2 separate regions of the Mus musculus genome follow, and region 2 is linked to region 1. The links are chromatin contacts, called in public Micro-C maps. All regions are on one chromosome and are shown on one strand. The core of a region is the stretch at or near the end of the contact, and the rest is flanking DNA. Distances in the headings are between cores, read along the strand shown. Region 1 overlaps Sptbn4 (spectrin beta, non-erythrocytic 4). Region 2 holds the start of Ttc9b (tetratricopeptide repeat domain 9B).

Region 1 (6,926 bases), core at 305-2,804:
CTGTGCAAGGGAGTTCAGCGCCAGACAGCGCCACCTCCTGGGAACGGAAGGGATACAGGTCAGCTTGGCTCCACCCCAGGACGCTGGTTGGCTTCAGGCACAGTTCCACCTCAGGGTCTTTTACTCCTGCTGGCCCCTCTTTTTAGCAGTCTGTCCTTCCAGATTCCCCCAGGTCTCTGCCCACTCTGCCAAATCTATGAATTATCCTCTCTTGCTAGCTCCTTCCAGATAATCCACAATCCCAATAAGCCACTTCAAATTCACCTCTCATAAACCACTAAACCCAAGCAGAGCATTAATCTCAGAACTTTGTGAAGTGGAGACTGGAAGATCTGTGAGAGTTCAAGGCCAGCCTGGTCTGTACAGAGAGTTCCAGACCCCCAGGGCTCCATAGATCCTGTCTCCATAAAAGCAAGGGTTGGACAAATGGCTCATTGGTTAAGAGTATTTACTGCTCGTCCAGAAAAATCTGAGTTGGGTTCCTAGCACCCACATTCCGCATTCCACAACGACCAACTCCAGTGGCTCCATCGCCTTGGCCTTCTTGGGAATCTTCACGTGTACACACAGGTGCACACCGTTAAATATAATAAAAATAAATTCTTTTTTAAATTAAAAGATAGGAAGATGGAGAGATGGCTCCAGTATTAAGAGCACACGCTGCTCTTCCAAAGGACCTGTGTTCGATTCCCATCACCCACATGGTGGCTCATAACTGTAACTCTAATCCCAAAGGATCTGGTGCCCTCTTCTGGCCTCCCAGGACTCTAAATGCATTTTATGCATGAATACACACAGGCAAAACAAATAAAAATAATTTTTTAAATTAAAAGCTGGTCGTCTATGCTACTATGCGCGAATGGTGGTGGCACATGCCTTTAATCCTAGCACTTGTAAGGCAGAGGCAGTAGGATCTTTGTGAATGCAAGTCCAGCCTAATCTACATAGCGAGTTCCAGCACCGCCAAGACTATATAGAAAGGCCCTGTCTTGATTCGATGATAGATAGATAGATAGATAGATAGATAGATAGATAGATAGATAGATAGATAGAAAATATACCGCCCCATGAACCCACACCATTCAACATAACCTTTTATCTCTGTCACAGACCTCAATTTTCCAGATAAACCACTACTCCTTTAATTCCCTACCCCCAAACAAAGCAGGAATCTAGGGGTCCCAGGAAACACATCAAAGCAAGTCTGTGCCCCCACACCCAATCCCTCTCAGCCCAGACCCCGCACCCCAGACAGCCATCAGGCACCTGGTTGCGCAGCACCGCAAGCGCCTGGCACAGGTCTCTCAGGAAGAGTTGATAGACGTGCGCTTGGACCAGCGCCTCCCTGCGCTCCTCCCACAAGCCGAGCAGTTTGTGCCAGCCAACCTCGAGGTGCGGCAGCCACTCGTCTAGCGCCAGACCGGGGCCCAGCTCCGCGCCCTCGGACGCTAGCAGCGCTTCACTGGCAGCCACGATGCGCGCGTAGTCCTCCTCACGCTGATCCACCTCCTCCTTGAGCGCGGCGTGGCGCGCCAGCAGCCCATCCGCCTCCTCCAGGCTGCGAGGCAGCGGCCCCTCGACGGCGCCTGCTGCCTCCTGCGCCCGCACCAGCCAGTCCAGGAAAGTATCCAAATCGCGCAGGAAACGCTGCAGGCGACCTGCCGCCGCAACCGCCTCGCCGCAGGCCTGAGCCGCTCCGGCCAGTGCGCCCCACTCGGCTCCTAGCTCCTCGGCGCCCTGGTGCAGGCGCGTCGCCTGTGCGGGGAAGCGTTCGGCCAGCAGCGCCGCCTCCTCCAGCAGCGCCGCCTGTCGCGGCTCTAGCGCCTGTAGAGCCGCCTCCAGGCCACTCAGGCGCCATTGCAGGGCTCCCCCCGCCCGGGGCGCGCTCTCCACTGCCCGTCGCTTCTCGCGCACTTGGGCGCGCACCTCGGCCACCTCCAGCACGTGGTTCTCCACCAGCAGCACCGCGCTCATCTCCTCTTTGCGCTGTTCCACCAACTCCACGATGCGGTTCCACCTGTTCAGGGGCGGGAAAGAGGGTGATCGGATGCGGAGAATCCGCACACCCAGGGTAAAATCCAGGTTTTCGGACGCTCAGAAGCCTGGGAGAGTCCCAGTTTGTGCCTAAATCAATAGTATCTCACTCTGGACAGTGCTTAGAGCACAACTTTCAATGTATGTATCGTTCCAGCGCTACCAAATTATCTTCATAATAATATTAGGATTCTGTTTGTTATCTCATTATCTTTCAGAGTTTATTAGCAACTGAGGACGGAAAACAGACAACAGCTGCCTGCCTAGGGCACACAGTCCAGAGAATCACGGCTGTGTGGTGTAGTACACACCTATGATCTTAGCACTCCTTGGGCTACACAGACCCTGTCAAAGGAGGAGGAGGAGGAGGAGGAGGAGGAGGAGGAGGAGGAGGAGGAGGAGGAGGAGGAGGAGGAGGAGGAAGGGAGGGAGGGAGGGGAAGGGGAAGAGGGCATGATGTGTGTCTTTTTTTTTTTTTAAGAATTGCTTATTTATTTTATGTACACTGATGCTGTCTTCAGACACACCAGAAGAGGGCATCAGATCCCATTACAAATGGTTGTAGGCCACCATTCTGGTTGCTGAAAATTGAACTCAAGATCTCTGGAAGAGCTCTTAACCACTGAGCCATCTCTCCAGCCCCATAATTTACTTTTTAATGTCTGTGCTCATTTCATCTGCAGGTATATACACCCCACCCCATCCCTTTTTAGACAGGTCCTAGTAGGTAGCTGAGGCTAGCCTGGAACTTGTGATCTTTCTGCTTCTGTCTCCTCAGTGATGGCACTGGATACAGGTACACTTCTGGTTTTTAAGTTGCCTTGAAACCCTGGACTCCAGTTCCTTCTGCCTCAGACCCCTCTATACCACCCAAAATGTAATTTAAAAAAAAACATGTTCTAAATTCTGGAAGCTCTATTGTGGACCCCAGGAGGCTGGAGGATAAAACAGTTAATTAAATTAAAGTACTTAGGAAGCCAGTCGTGATGGTACACTCCCATAATCCTAGCATGTGGAAAGCATAGGCCAGCCTTGTTATACAGAAAGTTCAAGCTAGCCTAGATTACAGGAGATCTTCTCTCAGAAGTAAAAAGGAGCAGGGCATGGTGGAACACATCTTAGTCCCAGTGCTTGGGAGGCAGAGGCAGGCAGATCTCTGTGAGTTCGAAATGAGGCTAGCCTGGTCTACATAGCAAGTTCCAGGATAGCCAGGACTACATAGCGAGACTCTGACCCAGATAGATAGATAGATAGATAGATAGATAGATAGATAGATAGATAGATAGATAGATAATTTAAGAATGGAGCAGGTAGAAGGCACATGTCTATAATAATCCTGCTAGGTAGGGCAAAAGGATCAAGAGTTCAAGGATATCCTCAGCTACTGAGTTCAAGGCCAGCCTGAGAACAGCAGTCCTTGTCTCAAGAAACCAAAGTAATAGACAACTAAATAATACACCTCAAATAAGATAAAGTGCACGAGAAAACTCCTGACCAATAATAGCACCTTATGAGTTCTTTCTGGACAAACTAGTGAATTGCCCATGAAACTGGCTGCGTCCTCAGCCCATCGTCACCAGCATTGGGCATGTAGTATCTTCTTGTCAAGTTGCCGTTGAGACTGAAGAGATGGCTCAGTGGTTAAGAATTCATATTGCTCTCACAAAAGACCCTAGTTCCATCCCATGCGCCCACATTGGGTAGCTTACAACCACCTGTAACTGCTAGTCCATGGAATTTTACACCCTCTTCTGGACTATACAGGTACTACATCCAAATGCACATGTGTACACATGCACATACATATGTGTACATACACGCACACACATGCTAAAAATACAATAAAAATATCTTTCAGTCGGGCAGTGGTGGTGCAGACCTTTAATCCCAGCACTTGGGAAGCAGAGGCAGGTGGATTTCTGAGTTCGAGGCCAGCCTGGTCTATAGAGTGAGTTCCAGGACAGCCAGGGCTATACAGAGAAAAAACAAAAACCAAAACAAACAAACAAAAGGAATAAAGAAAGAAAGAAATCTTTCAAAAAAAAAAGATTTTCCTGATCTACAAAGTGCCCATCAACACCTCGGAAGGGTTGATATCACACACCTCTGGCTTTCACAGTGCATGGATAGAGAAGGTGCTAGCAGGAGGAACTTCCTGCCCCAGGACCCACCTACCTGCTGTTGAGATGGTCCTGACAGGAGCGCACCTCATCGGAGCTGGGATGACCTCCTTCTACCAACTCCTGAACTGTTTGGTTCACATCCAGGACTCGGCCCATCAGGCTGTTCATTTCCTGGTCAAGACTTTCAAATCTGCAGAAGAGGAAGAGGGTGTAGAAGTCAGAGGTCTGGGCTCTCAAGAGCCAGCTCACTTCTTTAGTTGTAGGTCTTTATGACATTTCTCAAGTTCCTTCGCAGGAATTTTTCTCTCTTTCTTTCCTACTCTTTTGTTGTTGGATTTGCGGGGGGGGGGGGGTTTGTTTTGTGTCTGTGTCTGGATTTTTGGGAGGGAGTTGTTTGTTTTCTTTGTTTTGTGTCTGTTTTGCTTTTGGTTTGGTTTGGCTTTGCTGCTGCTGGTGATGAAGCAGGGTAGCACATGTAGCCCAAGGCTGACCTCAAACTCTCCAAGTAGCTGAGGATGACCTTGAACTCAGAAGGGCATGCAACCCTGACCAGCACAGGCTCCAGTTTTTCTATGGGTTGCTGTAACGTCCGATTGTCCAATGCTCCACCCTGCCCTCTATATAAATGTCAGGCCAGGATTCTTGATTTATTTTTATTTATTTTTTATTTTTGAGACAAGGTCTCACTGTATAACCCTGGCTGTCTTGCAAGTCACTATGTAAACCAAGTTGCCCTCAAATTCACATAGACCTGCCTGCCTGTGGTGAGACTAAAGGCGTGCTCCAGGGCGGGAGCCACCTCACTGTCTAGAGAGATGACATCTGTCTTAATGGGAGTCCCATGTGTGGAGGAGCCTGTAGAAAACTTTAAGTGGATCCATATGTGTTCTGTGAATATAAACCGCGTACTGGCAGGAAATGGCTTTGGGAGGTACTGTACTGGGCAAGTATTTGCTAGGTGACACATCTGTGAACTCATTTCCTGTTCACCATAAGCTTGAGGCATAGGCTATGATGTCTACCCCCATTTGACACATGGGCAAATCGAGGTCCAAAGTATGAAGCTGATGAAGCCCGGAGTGACGGATAAATCTGGGATTGCCCCCATGAGAACTGGCGAGCCAAAGCATGTGAGGTTGGGTGGGTGAGCAAGGGGCCCTGGGGGCTTCCCCGGGTGCGCTCACCGATGCTGCACCACCTCAACGTCGTCGAGGGAATCGGGCACACGCATGGCCAGCAGCCACTGCTCTTTCTCCCCGATCCACAACTCGCAGGCATGTACCTCGCCGAACATGCGGTACACGGCGAGCGCGTCCCGAAGCCACTGTCGTCGCAGCGCGGCCACCTCGGTCACCTCGGCGAACAACTGTTCGGCTTCCACCACGCGCACCTGCAGAGCCACCACCAGCGGCCCTGCGCCACTGGCTCCTCCCAGTGTCGCCAGCTGGCGCCTCAGGCCACCCACAGGGCCACGGTGCGCTTCCACCTCCCCGGTGAGAGCGCGGTGCTGGCGCGCCAGGCGACGGCTGGACGCTTCGTCGTGACCAAAATCTCCAGCGGCTGCTAGACGATACGCGTCACGAAGCCAGTCCAGCAGCCCGTCCAGGTCGGCGCCAAATTGGTGCAGCGCCCGCGCCTCCTGCAGCCGCCGTTCCCGGCGCGCAGCCGCCTCTTCCAGCCGCTGCCAGCGGCGCCGAGCGCTAGCCGCGCGCTCCGCCAGGCCAGCCAAATGCAAAGGCTCGGCGCCCGGGCCCACGGAGCCGCCCGCCGCAGCCAACTCCTCCCCGCGTCGCAGCGCCTGCTGCAGCAGCGCCCGCCGGCCGCCCAGCTCGCCCTGCAGGATCTTATGCTGCGCCAGCAGGCGAGCGGTGCTGGACAGGTCGTGCGCGCCGCCCGCCGTGCCCGCCGCGCCACCACTGCCGCTCGTGGCCTCTAGGAGGCGCTCCTTGTCCCGCGCCCAACTCTCCGCCTCCTCCAGCTCCTGCAGCAGCGCCCACAGGCTCCGAGAAGCTTCCAGCTCTGCGCGCCGCCGTGCTGCCTGCTCCTGCAGCTCCGACAGACAGCCATGCACGTGGTTCACACGGTTGCAAATGACCTGAGGGTCGCAGGGCTGATAGCCTGGGGCAGGGGAAGGAAAAGGTAGGAAGAGATGCCAGCCCATGCCATCCTTTCATTAGGCTTCCCAGACATCCCAAGCTTAGAGCAAGCTTTCCTGGATTCTCGCCACCTCACCATCTACCTCAGCCTTCCTTCCATGGAACACCACTACCTGGGTTAACTGTTCCCTGTGGGCAGGTTCAGGCTATCTCCTTCATTATCACATTTCCACACCATTCCACAGAGGGCAGAGCCCAATGAACGAGGGTGATTTGTCTCCCAAATACTGGGATTAAAGGCAGGTCTGTCCCATAAACTTTATTCCTCAAATTTTACGATTTTCACCTAGGTCCCTAGTTCGTATGTACATAACTGTGAAATTGATTTAGCAGATCCCAGTCAACCTCTCTTTGATGGAGCTAATATAGTCAGTACCACACACCTGTAATCCCGGAGTTTGGGAGGTGGAGGCAGCAGGATCCCAAGTTTAAGGCCAGCCTGGACTTCATAGTGAGACTCTGTCTAAAACAATAAAGGGGGGCTGGAACGGTGGCTTAGCTGTTAAGAGCCCTTGCTGCTCTTCCAAAGGACCTGAGTTGGGTTCCCAGCACCCATGTGCTGACTCACTACTGACTGTAACTCCAGCTATATGGTATTCAGTACCTATTCTGG
Region 2 (7,628 bases), core at 3,862-6,361, 250 kb after region 1:
GAGCGTAGAAGCCAGCTGTGGAATTTCACAATTTCATGCTCATAATCTTAGCACTTGAGAGGCTGAGATAGGATGATTGTTGAGTTCGATACCAGCCTGAATTACAACGAAGGTCTGTCTATTAAGAGGGGAGTATGCTGGACAGTGTGGCTCATCTATCGTTAAGAGCTCTTCCGGAGGACTTGAGTTTGAGTCCCAGTACAAATGGTAATAACAACTGTTCCTAATTCCTTTTTTTTTTTTGTTTGTTTGGGTTTTTTTTGTTTTTGTTTTTTTGTTTGTTTGTTTTGTTTTGTTTTTTCGAGACAGGGTTTCTCTGTATAGCCCTGGCTGTCCTGGAACTCACTCTGTAGACCAGGCTGGCCTCGAACTCAGAAATCCGCCTGCCTCTGCCTCCCAAGTGCTGGGATTAAAGGCATGCGCCACCACGCCCGGCTCTGTTCCTAATTCCATGTCAAGAGGATTCAAAACCTTTTTGTTGGTCTTCATGGACACCAGGCACGTGCGTGGTACACAGATACATACACTCAGTCGAAACACTCATACACACAAAATAAATACCAAAACAAAAAACCGCAAAGCATTTAAATGAATAGCCACAATACACAACTGTGCCAAACCAGGTCATTGGAACACAGAAGCAGGGTTTATCTACAACTTGTAGGCTTATGTCATCGGTCCCCCCCCCACTTTTTTTTTTTTTTTTTTTTTTTTTTTTGGTTTTTCGAGACAGGGTTTCTCTGTATAGCCCTGGCTGTCCTGGAACTCACTTTGTAGACCAGGCTGGCCTCGAACTCAGAGATCCACCTGCCTCTGCCTCCCGAGTGCTGGGATTAAAGGTGTGCGCCATCACGCCCGGCTTATCGGTCTCATTTTACAGACCAGGAAACTCAAGTCTGGAAGTGGGACCACACTCATCCATCCCAATAACTCCAGAGCAGAGGGTCCAAGGCTCCCATAATGCTTTTCCTTCTGTCCACGGTCGGCCTCCTTCTGCCGGCTCCTTCCGAGTGTGGAGCACCCCACCCTCAGCCACTTCAGTTTCTGTCTGTACCATTTAGTCCCTCTGCTCTGCCATTGGCTGCCGGCTGCTCTGCCCTGGAGCAGCCCTCAAGTGCTTCAGGGTAGGGGCGTGACCCACACGCAGTGGGACGCAGTGGGCTTGGCGAGTATGTAGAGGCCTTGTATAAAGTCATTCTCTTTGCCGCTCACTTCCTGAAGCTGTCCCTGTTGTCCCTGAGCCTGTACAGGCTACACGCAGGAACCAGGTCAGCAAACAGCTGTGGCTCTGAGCCTGGCAAACCATGGGTGCTTGACAGGGTGAGCTCCAGACATGGCCCAGAGCTCTGCAGTTGATGGTCTTGGCCGAGGGTAGTGTCTTGGTTCTCTTGGGCACCAAGTAATAACTGCCTAGTTACTGTCTTCACCATCTATGAGAATAAGAGAAAATTATAGGAACAACACTTTTTTATTTTTCTGAGTTGGTAAAAATGTGTCTCGTTTGCTTAGCTTTTAGGGATCCATTTGTCTTTCTCTGGGGACGATTGTGCATTCTTGGGGACTCTCAACCTGGGCTCAGGGTGCTTTTCCTTAGAATCCCCCAGTGAGGGGCCAGGGGCGTGACTCAGTGGTAAAGCCCCTGCCGAGAATCCTAGAATCCCCCAGTGATAGGCTGGAGGCAGGGCTTAGTGGAACAAGCTGGAAGCCTCAGGTTGTACCCCCTGTAACCCTCCCATCTTCCTATACTCAGGGTAGGGTAAGTGCCCACTCAGTTCCACTTCACCTTCCCTTGGATTCTGGCTCCCTCTAGCCGCATCCTAAAAGAAGAATAAGGTGTGACTGCCCTTCCTTGGTATCCTCTAGTTCCAACCTGCCCCAGTCACTCCAACTCCAATGACTTATATTATATCACTCTTTTTAGCCCAAACTTCTAGTTCCCTTTCCTGCTTGACTTCTTTTTTCTGCATGGAGTTCTCTGAAACTGGAGCCTCTGGAGCTGTCCAAGTTCTGCACTGCCCCCCCCCCCCCACCTTTCTGTCTTTCTAAAGTATACTCACTGCCCCGACGTCGGGCCGCTAGCTTGACCATTCTCTTGCTTCGCATCCTGCATCTTTCACCTTCCGGAGCCCCAGCCCCACTCATAAATAAATAAATAAATAAATAAATAAAACAAAACCGCAAAGTACCTTGGTAGTTTTAATTCAACAAAAAGTCTTTCTTTTCTTTGGAGAGTCCTTCATCCTTATTGGTCGAATTTCAGTCCCGCACTCGATTTTGACTGGTTGCTTCCAGGCTTCTATAATTCCTCTGATTGGATAATCACAGCAAACCTCTTAAAGAAAGGAAGAGGCAAATTCTAACCTCTTCCGCCAGGGGGCACTGGCGGGCTTCCCGAGGGTTGCTCTTCAGGAAACAAAACCAAAAACTCCCCAAAACTGGGATCCTTTCAGAGGTGGGAAGAAACTTCTGAAGATGGGAAAGGTGAACAAACTGGGCCCGCCCTATTTACGAAGAGCACTGCCTCGACCTGGTTTGTCAGCTTTGCAAATTTTGTAAAACTGATTGAAGATCTATGATTCCATAAACACTAATACATTTGTATGTAAGCATACATCATATATACATAATATAGGGTCTTGCTAAGTAGCCCCGGCTGGCCTCAAATTCCGTTTTCCTGTCTTCGCTCCTTGGGTTCTGGGGTTACAAGTGTGCGTCACACTCTCGGATAATTCAATGTTATAAAAGATTTATTTATTCTTGTGTGTCTGAGTGAGTTTGTGTGCATTATGTAAATGCAGGTCCTCTCTGAGGCCAGAAGAGAGCATTGGATTCCCTAGGACTGAAGTTACACGAGGTTGTCAGTCACCACGGGGGTTCTAGGAACTGGACTCAGTTGCTTTGGAAACTCAGCAGGAGCTAACCCTGAGCCCTTTCTTCAACCCTTAACTTGATCCTTTTAATTGATGGTAGAAACCCAACACACACACATGCAGGCCTGTGCAGGTCATCAGCCTGGGGAAGTCTCTCCTATTTGAGGGCTGGAATGTAGTTGGTACACAAAGCCTTGAATCAGATCTCTAGTGCTGCATAAACTCCAAGCATGGGCATATGTACCTAATGCCAGCATTGGAAAAGGAGAGACGGAGATCTGAAGTGCAAGGTGAGGTTGGGGTTTGGGGTTTGTTTTTTTTTTTTTTTTTGGTTTTTCGAGACAGGGTTTCTCTGTATAGCCCTGGCTGTCCTGGAACTCACTTTGTAGACCAGGCTGGCCTCGAACTCAGAAATCCGCCTGCCTCTGCCTCCCGAGTGCTGGGATCAAAGGCGTGTGCCACCACGCCCGGCCGGTTTGGTTTTTTTTTAAAGATTTATTTATTTCATGTATGTGAGTACACTGTAGCTGTCTTCAGACACACCCAAAGGGGGCATCGGATCCCCATTGCAGATGGTTGTGAGCCACCATGTTGCTGGGAATTGAACTCAGGACCTCTGGAAGAGCAGTCAGTGCTCTTAACCACTGAGCCATCTCTCCAGCTCCCCCCACCCTTTTGTTGTTGTGGTTTTGTTTGTTTCTTTTTTGCCTGCATATGAGTATCTTGAAAAGAAATTCTAAGAGGATTTAAAATTTACACTCTTTGTTTGTGTGCATGTGCATGCTTGTGTGTGTGTGTGTGTGTGTGCATGTGTGTGTGCATGTGTGCGTGCGTGTGCATGTGTGTGCATGTGAGTGTGCATGTGAGTGTGCATGTGTGTGTGCGCGTGTGTGTGCATGTGTGTGTGCGTGCGTGTGTGTATGTGTGTGTGCGCGTGTGCGCGCGCGTGTGTGTGTATGTGCGTGAGTTTGTGTGTGTGTGTGCAGGTATATGTAGGAAGGGGTCAGATAACCACTTTGAGAGGCTGGTTCCACAGATGGAACTCACGTGGTGGCTACTGCTATGTTGCTGGCCCATAATGAACGAATTTCTTTCCTTTTCCCCCTCTTTTTTGAGTCAGGTGTAGCTCTGGCTGGCCCGGAAACCATAGAGTTCTGCTGCTTCTGCCTCCTAAGTGCAGGGATTGCAGGGGAGTGCCACCACAGCGCAGCCGCAGCCGCATTTTCTTGGTTGTCCTTATTGTACTGGTGGTCCTGGGCTGTCAGTGGGGACCCTTGTCACCTCCCCACTGGCTTTTCTGGAAATGGAAGGCAAGGGACAGAATGGCTAGGTTGCAGAGTTGCCTTTCCTCCAGGAAGTCCCCAGTCACACTTCAACCTAGAGCAAATGCCTCCTCTGACTTCTCCATGCTAGCCATGGCTCTCCTCCTGCGCTTCCCAGGATCAGCCACTTTGGGCTGTTACAGGTCTGTCTCTCCACTAGGCTGTGAACCTAGGAGATGTGGCTCTATCTAAATAATTCTTTCTCTCTCCTTTTCCCTCCCTTCTCCTTAATCTCCCACACCTACCTTTTCTTTGTAGTTCATGGCTGATCTGGAATTTCCTCGTTAGCACCAGATTAGCTTCAAACTTCTTTCCACTCTCCTGCCTCAGATGTCCGAGTGTGACTACAGGCAGGTGCTACCCCACTTGACTTCTGTTGTTGTTGTTTGTTTTTACATTGGCCCATCAACCCCCTCCCCCTGAACAGAAATTGAGCAATGGCTATTTGTTTATTACATAAAGAATCGATTCCAACGTATGTACTATTGTCCCGCACTATAGTACAATAGGTAATTTGAGGGGATTGTCCAAATCATAGAGTAATGAGAAACCAGTGTCTGAAGCCGGGCAGCTTGACTCCCAATCCTGTATTCTTATCCAACATGCCAAATGACTAGTGGGCTGAAAACCAGCTTTCCACAAAACTGATGTCTGCCCGCTCAGCCTTTTTCTTCTAGAAATCTCCGGGAGAACATGCAGTCGGGTGGGAGGGTAAGGACTGTGGGGACAAGGGAGAGGCGCCAGAACAACTAGACCCAGGCTGGTTTGAGGGTGAGCGAGGGGGAGTTTGGAGGGGTTTTTCTAGACCCATAGGGGGCAGCCGGAGACGGCAGCCAGAGATGTGGGGGCGGAGAAAGGGTGGGGACCGGCCCCGCGGGGGGCGATGCGGTAGCTGCAGCGGCGGCCGCAGGAGTTTCCCACAATGCAGCGCGGCGCGCTGTCCCCGGTGCTGATGCTCAGCGCTGCCCCGGAGCCTCCACCGCGCCCGCCTCCCGCCCTTTCCCCGCCGGGCCCCGGCTCAGCGCCTCGCCATGGCTCTGCTCGGTCGGGTCCTGCCCCAGAGCCGTCTGGGGGCCTGGCTGCGGCGCTCGACAGCAGCCTGCGGGCTGCCGTGGCGTTCAAGGCGGAGGGTCAGCGTTGCTACCGAGAGAAGAAGTTCCGAGAAGCCATTGGCAAGTACCACCGGGCACTGCTGCAGCTGAAGGCGGCTCAAGGGGCCCGCCCTGGCGGTCTGCCCACCCCCTCCCCGGGACCCACCACCAGCCCGGGGCCCGCCCGCCTCAGCGAGGAGCAGCGGCGCCTGGTGGAGAACACAGAGGTTGAATGTTACGACTCCCTCACTGGTACGGGGCCGTCGGGGGGCGCAGAGGACTCGGGTGAAACGGGTGGGTAGTGAGGGGGTAATCAGGAGGCTATAGAGCCTGTGGTGGCTGGAAGCTGAAGGAGTCAGGGCTGTGGTCTGGCGGGGAAGACTACAAAACTTGCTGAGGAAGAGAGTTGGGAGTAGATGAATAGGGCTTCTTGGATGGAGTAAGCAGGGGCTTGAATAATGAAACGGGCTCTGGACTTGGTCTTCTAAGCCCCACTTCCCTGACTCATTCTTTCCCCCGGTCTGCCACGCATGAGCCAAGGTTAGAAAGGCTTACCCTGCACCGGCTATTTCGTTCTTGGACCCTCCCTCTATAATTACTTGGGAAAACCTCCAGCTAATTGCTTCAGACTTGTCTGTCCTGCGCCCTCTAGCGGCGGCGCAGATAGCTCTTATACTAACAGGTTAGCTGATTAGTGTCTCCTGGTGGCCAGAGCAATCCCATATGCCCAGGGGAAGAGGTCAGGTTATTTGAGGTCATGTGAATCCTAGGGGATGCAGGCTGTGTCTGAGACTACAGGGTCTCTGCATCCCACAGCTTGCCTCCTGCAGTCGGAGCTGGTGAACTATGAGCGGGTGCGTGAGTACTGTCTCAAGGTGCTGGAGAAACAGCAGGGCAACTTCAAGGCCACCTATCGTGCCGGCATTGCCTTCTACCACTTGGGTGATTATGCACGTGCGCTGCGCTACCTACAGGAGGCCCGCAGCCGAGAGCCCACAGGTGAGTGGCAGGGCTGGGCTGGGCAGGGGGTTAGAACAGAGGAAACCTAGGCGGGAGGACCAGGGCAGAGCCAAGCCACCCCAGGGAAGTGCTGTTACCAGCTCCAGACAAGCTCTCTCTAGCTACCTAAGATTCCTCATACACTCATCCAGCACCCATCCACCGTCCCCAAAGGTATACTCACCTTGTTCCTCTGGCATTTCCCCAACCAACTCTCTTCATTGGGAATTGAACCTAGGGCCTCATGCATGCAAGGCAAGCACTCTACCAACTAGGCTACATCCCCAATGCTTTAGCCCATCCGTGTCCCTATCCACTCACCGACGATGGCCTTGAATATTTCTCCCCCCACACCCATATTCCTTCACTCCCTCCTGGTCACACTCAGCTCCTCTGTCACCTATGGCCCTCCACTCATCTGCTTGTAATGCTTGTTCTCTGCCCTCGGGAAGAGCAGTCAGGGTACTCATGTGTCCATGTGTGTGTAGACATGACACAACCCCATGGGGAGGGGACACAGCAGGAGCTAGATGTAGGGCTGTGGGAGCAAGGAGGCAAGATTAGCTTTCCCGTGAAGTGGTTTGCTGAGAACAGTTGTCACTTGGGGATGAGTGGAGGTGGGAGAGGAGCCTCTGCCGACAGAGCGACAGAGCGCGGCTGCTGCCGCTGCCACACGTGTGAGGTAGGAGGTGTGAAATCTCTCTGGGTGGCTGGTACAGCTGAGGTGCCGGGAGTGAGGTGCTGACTGTCCTGAGGACATAACTATCGGCTGCTGTCTCAGGACACCCAGATAATGTTCCCGTCCCTCCCCTGCAGACACCAATGTTCTCCGCTACATCCAGCTGACTCAGCTGAAGATGAACCGTTGCAGCCTCCAGAGGGAAGACAGTGATGGTGGCACTGGAGGCCCAGCTCGGAATGTCGTGGGCTGAGGCCAAGGGGCAGCCTCTACCTTAGTCCCTCCAACCCTACTGGGCACCTTCCCCTGACCTGCCCAGCTCGGAATGTCTGTCGTGGGCTGAGGCCAAGGGGCAGCCTCTACCTTAGTCCCACCAACCTCACCGGGCACCTTCCCCCGACTCATGCGTTTACTGGTAAAGCCGCTGCCACTGGCGCCTCCTTTGTGTGGTCTTATTGTGGGGATGAAGGACAGGTCTATACCTAGCTGTCACTTCTGCAGACACCCAGAGGCCCAGGGAGGAAATGTAGGGTTTAAGGGTGTCCCACTGTGGAGTAAATCAGCATCAGGGCCCAGGCAGGGGACGCACACACAGCCAAGCTTGGTAGGGGGCAGGGCTTACCTTTAATGCTGCGCCTTGTGCCAGATCCCCCACAATATTCTGTCC

What was found. Hi-C and Micro-C count contacts between places; a contact is called where the count stands out from the background.
Region 2: a contact with region 1 is called in a Micro-C map of embryonic stem cells, with 2.1 times the contacts expected there. The contact joins the promoter of Ttc9b here to the enhancer-like site in region 1. A contact is called at or near these places in 3 of 39 promoter capture datasets (embryonic stem cells and stem cell-derived epiblast-like cells), 3 of 484 Hi-C or Micro-C datasets (all in embryonic stem cells), 6 of 115 datasets of contacts at active chromatin or transcription factors (all in embryonic stem cells) and 2 of 9 other capture datasets (adipose tissue and liver).

Annotation. Positions count from the first base shown.
Region 1 is chr7:27,402,902-27,409,827 of GRCm38.p6, forward strand. It overlaps Sptbn4 (spectrin beta, non-erythrocytic 4), which reads right to left. Exons shown (of 36, transcript NM_032610.2): 14 at 5,342-6,275; 15 at 4,210-4,347; 16 at 1,267-2,017; 17 at 1-37. Among named protein-coding and RNA genes, the nearest start is that of Sptbn4, 40 kb to the right of the region's middle. Within about 2 kb of position 1,555, at least 13 of the 459 cell types and tissues checked have an H3K27ac peak or open chromatin away from gene starts, as enhancers often do. A contact at or near this core is called in embryonic stem cells, where this site is marked.
Region 2 is chr7:27,648,813-27,656,440 of GRCm38.p6, forward strand. It overlaps Ttc9b (tetratricopeptide repeat domain 9B), which reads left to right and starts at 5,112. Exons shown (of 3, transcript NM_028417.1): 1 at 5,112-5,535; 2 at 6,100-6,282; 3 at 7,099-7,395. The coding sequence starts at 5,115. The coding sequence ends at 7,214. Gm38973 (a long non-coding RNA gene) reads right to left here and starts at 5,420. Exons shown (of 3, transcript XR_881908.3): 1 at 4,438-5,420; 2 at 2,187-2,332; 3 at 383-1,430. It overlaps Map3k10 (mitogen-activated protein kinase kinase kinase 10), which reads right to left. Exons shown (of 10, transcript NM_001290528.1): 10 at 7,563-7,628.